2 separate regions of the Capsicum annuum genome follow, and region 2 is linked to region 1. A link is a contact called in public Hi-C data. All regions are on one chromosome and are shown on one strand. Each heading gives the region's core, a stretch centred on a gene start, on an enhancer-like site or on the middle of the called end of the contact. The rest is flanking DNA. Distances are from core to core; before and after follow the strand shown.

What was found. Hi-C and Micro-C count contacts between places; a contact is called where the count stands out from the background.
Region 2: a Hi-C map of leaf shows a contact between it and region 1, with 3 times the contacts expected there. The contact joins two enhancer-like sites. A contact is called at or near these places in 2 of 5 Hi-C or Micro-C datasets (leaf and placenta).

Annotation. Positions count from the first base shown.
Region 1 is chr2:105,402,896-105,405,595 of UCD10Xv1.1, forward strand. No RefSeq gene overlaps it. Among protein-coding and RNA genes, the nearest start is that of LOC107858894, 9.5 kb to the left of the region's middle. Within about 2 kb of position 1,281, at least 3 of the 5 cell types and tissues checked have an H3K27ac peak or open chromatin away from gene starts, as enhancers often do.
Region 2 is chr2:105,441,208-105,443,907 of UCD10Xv1.1, forward strand. It overlaps LOC107858895 (U4/U6.U5 tri-snRNP-associated protein 2), which reads right to left. Exons shown (of 10, transcript XM_016703700.2): 10 at 2,325-2,700. The coding sequence ends at 2,688. Among protein-coding and RNA genes, the nearest start is that of LOC107858895, 11 kb to the right of the region's middle. Within about 2 kb of position 1,349, at least 4 of the 5 cell types and tissues checked have an H3K27ac peak or open chromatin away from gene starts, as enhancers often do.

The DNA.
Region 1 (2,700 bases), core at 31-2,530:
CGTTTTGTGGATTTAATTGAGCTGCTTGTTTTTGACTAAAGTTATGTATAGATATTTAAGAACTTAAGATGTGTACACAAATAAAATAACTCTAAAGAGAAACAAAACAAGACATGGGCACGACTCATGAGTCTATGACTAATTAAAAACTCAGAAATCACATTAAATCAAGATATGATACTGATATCACAATTTGATGATGACGTCAAATAGGATAAATTTAATATATACATGAATAACATTTTCTTTTAACTCGGTACTTACAAATCCAAGAAGAGAAAAAACACTATTGAAAATGGGAAGAAAAATTGAGTTGTTGATCCTCAACAAAATCTTTCCCATTCTTTTCTTCTTCCAAAAGAGTTAAAATGGAGAAAAAAAAAAAAAAAAAAAAAAAGACTATTAAAAATGGGAAGAAAAATTGAGTTGTTGATCCTCAAAATCTTTCCCACTCTTTTCTTCTTGCAAAAAAGTTAAAATGAAAAAAAGAATAAACCATGCACTAAATTAAAAGATAGCCATCTTGATCCCAAATGTTTTCAGTAGAATCAGTAATTAACTGATCATCTCCAGTAAAATCACATAGACACAGATTCTCCAATTCAAAATCATCTAAGCTCAAAATATCCATCCTTGGACTACTACTAGAATTCGTGGTTGAAGTTGAACCAAATATTCCATTTTGATCAGTTGATAACATACCCTTTTGTTCTTCAATAATATTTGCCACCTTATTCTCCTTGCTACTCTTAGGATTGCAGTTATAACAGTCATATCCAAATGAAGACACATGAGTAGTTGAATCATCTGCATCATAATCATCGTTCTCCTCCAGTCCAAAATTTAAATTTATTGGACCTTTATGAGCTCCTAAGAAAGTATTAGCAGTGTGACATCCTGTAAATTGTTGCACTAGAGCTCGAAAATTCGAGGCATCTGCATTGAGGTGTGTGGTTGGAGTTTTCTTTGATGCTCGAGATCTTCTTCTAATTGGCTTCTTTATGCTACCATTTTTAGGACTTAGCTCATGACTACACAAAGAGTTTGTAGGACTTAAGGTTGTTGTTGTTGTTGTAGTAGTAGTGTCACAGTTTAAGGTTGTTCTTGTCATTTGGTTGGAGCTTTGCATGGTTTTTTATTGTGAGCTGTGACCATTCAAGTGGTATATTAGCTCCTTCTGTTTGTTGTGAAGAAATGGGAGAAGCCTAAGCAAGATAGTATATATAGTGGGGCTTTTGGTTAAAGGTAGGATAAATAATTAAACCTGGATGTTGACTATTATTTTTAATTTTTTTTTGGTTTTCTTGGGGGTGGGATTAAGTAAGACCAAAGATATTGATGAAGGTATGTTTCGTGGAAAGAACATGGATAGATTATGATATATGTGAATACGTCATTCATCTACTTTTCTTATGAGTATTATTTTAGAGCACTTATATAACAGAGAGAATGATGATAATTATTTCAAAGAATAGATGAAAATTTTATGTGGAACTTTGTTGTGTGTGTGTGTGTGTTTTTTTTTGAGTATTGTTGGGTGTTGAAGTGGTGGAGGGGTAAGGGAAGTAACGACGGTCCGGTCTTCCCATGATGTTTTTAGTAGCCGTTTGGCCATTGACATTTTTTCACCTTTTTCCGAAAAATTATTTCATTTTAGTGAAAAAAAAATTAAAATCACAGTGTTTGACCATGAAAATTCTAAATATAATGGAAAAGTAAAAACAAAAAAAAAACTTATTTTCATTTTTTTCACTCCCACTTCTTTCACAAAATTTCAGGAACAACTTTAATTTATATTTACGGTCAAACACAACTCCAACTCCAACTCCAATTCCAATTCCAACTCTATTTTTAACTCCAGAAAATTATGTTTTCATAGCCAAACGGGGCCAAGAGTTGAGAGAATCAATTGTTACTGTGCTGATTGATTTAAAACATGATACATTCGTGGTTGAAAAAGACGAGATGCATAATTTTGCAAAGTTCAAAAAGAAAATTTGAATCATTTTGTATAGTTTCAGTTCAAATTTGACCCTATTCACTTATAAAACAAGCTCATATATTGTGCAACTTTCGTTGTTGGTGAATAAGAACATAATTGAACAAAGTTAGTAATATTAACTCATTTGACTCGAACTATTAATAGAGGGTAATTTTGAACCATTTCATAGAATTTAACTAAATTTGAACTTCTTCTCTACTTATAAATTAAATTTAAAACACGTATTGTTGAACTAAGTACAATTTCAAAAGCCCACAAAATACATGTCTTGTATTTACTTGTTTAGAACTAATTAACCATCCTTAATTATCTCCGCGTTGTAATGAAAGGTGCATGTGCTACTTGAAGATTGCGATAGACTTACTAATAATTTGTCTAACATTAATTTTTATTTAGTGAAAATGATTAACAAGTACTCATAGCATATATTATATGATTTTGTTATCTAATGGTTGACCATTTACATTGACACGCAACCCATTCATTTGATAGTAAACGATAGGCTGAACAAAGCAAATCGAAAATCAAACCAAATCGTAAATTGAATGAAATTGGAAAAAAATTCGATTAATGATTTAGTTTTGAAATAAAAAAATCGATTATAATTGATTTAGTTTGGTTTAAACTAAAAAGAGTCAAATCAATCCGAACCAATCCGATATTACATTTCTTTAATTTTAAAAATATATAATACATAA
Region 2 (2,700 bases), core at 99-2,598, 38 kb after region 1:
TCCGTCTAACAATACATGTAGATGTTACTAAAAATAGATATCAATAATGTCTATCCCGTTTGAAAAATCAATTTATAATTTACTAATTTCTACCCATTTTACCTTTAATTATTAATTATAGTCATTACCCAATATATTTTTAAAATATTAGATTAATTATATTCAGAGGTGATTTAATAAAATTATTTTTATCTATTATTTTTTAACATTTGTGATAAGTCAATGGTGGACAAATATTATTGGATAGAGGGAGTAGTATTAAGTAACTACTCCCTCCGTTTCAAAATATTTGATTACTTTTCTAAAAATATTTATTTATTTTTCTAAAAATATTTATTTCAATTTAGTTAGCTTATTTATGAAATTAAGAAATTCTTATTATATTCTTCCAATACTATACCTTCATTAAATAAAAATGTATATGCTCAAATTTATATTTTCAAAACATATGTAATAAGGCTAATAAGGCTATTTTCAGGAAGAACCAACTATTTTGAAACAGGGAGTGCTAACTTCTTATAATATTCATTTTAAGAAATATCTAATAAACAAGGATAATTTAGTAAACTACACCTTGTATTTATTATTTTTCTATTATTTTTCTTAGTACTCCATCCATTTCAAAATAATAGGTCCTTATTGACTTACACTCCCCTTAAGAAAATATTTATTGGGAGTTAATTTTATCTAATTAGTTTTATTAATTTTTTTATAAGGTAATATTTAAAATTAATTTTATTAATCATCCTTTAAAAATATAAATTTAAGTATGTACATTTTATTTAGTCATTTAATGATTGGGTGGTATTAAAAAAAACGTAATAAAATTTTGTAGATTTCATAAATCAAATAATTAAATTAAAATAAAAAATTTTTAGTTAAAAAAATAACTAAAATAATTAAATTAAAATAATTACTTTTACCAAGAAATTCAACTAAAATGAAGGGAGTAATTCGGTAAGCATGAAGTGAGTAATTCGGTAAGCATGAAGTGAGCTGAAACACAATTATTTGAGGGAGAGGAATACTCCCTCCGTTTCAAATTATTCGTCCCAAATTTTCTAATTTGATTTCTCATTTTACTCGTTCTTTTTCATGTTTTATCCTTTGCATTAATTACTTTTTTAAAAAATTAAAATATAAATATTATTTAATAAAGATACTATGATAAATTAGTTACGTTATTAATCATTTTTTTTAATCAATGTATCATTTCTATTTGAGACGAGGGACCATAAAGGATAAAACATGGAAACTCCGGTCAAAAATAAAAACCAGAAAAACGAAAGAAGACAAATAGTCAATGAGCTATGAGTTCACACTTGTTCACATATGTTAACATCATCATTCAGTCTATAAATTTACTTACAACACCTTGGGAAGTGTGATACTCCCTCTTTCTCTGTGGTGATTCAGAATAAGTGAATTGTTGAAATATTTATTAGTGTTTCAAACTAAGTGAATCATTAATTTTTTTTTTAAACTTACCCTTATGATTTGACAACTAATTAACTTTTGAAAAGGTATTACAAGGTCAATTTTTTTTTGGGGAGTAAAAATAGAAAATTGTATTAAATTTATGTCTTTAATTCGTTTTTCTTAATCTATGTGTTAAAATCCAACAATTCATAAGGTCAACTTTTTGGGTAAAAATAAAAAGTTACGTTAAATTTATGTTTTTAATGTTTTTTTCTTAATTGTGTGTCAAAATTCAACAATTCATTTATTATGAAATGAATGGAGTAATTCAAAAATGTCTCAATCAATAGTCTGTTTTCATTCATTACAATAAGAAGAAGAGGAATTTTATATTGTGCCATGCTTTGCATTTACATCCAGATATCCAAGAGGGTCATTTAATTCATAGTCAAATTTCAAGGTTGAGAACATCTTCCAGCAAATTATTATTCAAATGGAGGCTGAATCAGACACAGAGATGACTTAATCAACATGATTTATCAGTTTTGAATTTGACTAACCTCCCAAAGATTTGTTTTTTCTTCATTACTTTTTGACTCTTCCTCACTAATAACAAGTGATATTCCACCCTTGCTAAAGAAGAATACGATAGGATATTTTTCATACCATAGTACTTGTATTTTCTTTTTTGTAACAGTCCTATCCCATTTTTAACTAATTTTAAGTTCAAAACAACCAAATGGACTTCAGCAAGTTTACATAAATTTTCATATAAATCAAGTAAAATTTTATCTCGCAGAAGGATTTATTTACTCTCTTCACATAAAATTTTCCTTTTTTCACATAAATTTTACTTGATTTGCTAAATATCTTGCAGAATTCATAACAAGATAAGTTTACTCTAGTTGTCCAAATGAAATCTCCAACTCTCCCACTCATTTCTGATTGCTATTGTTCCTACATATGGAAGATTAAGGTACTTTATGTACCAAATTCAAGAACTTACCATACAACAAAAACATCTGGAATTAAAAAAACTGGACCCTTCAAAGCTGGAGTTCTCATAACTCCCCATGCAATGGTGCTAGTAATCTTAAGCCTAAGCCATACAAAAATAGCAGAGATTTACATACAAAAGAAAAATAAACCGCAAGGATCACCATCACTCAACAAGTAGAGTACTCTTCATTAGAAGTCTAAAGTCGAATTTGGTATTTCAAAAGAGAAGAAAAGGCAGAGGTTGATGCTTCCAACGTTACTTGTCAGGTTCATTGCTGCTGA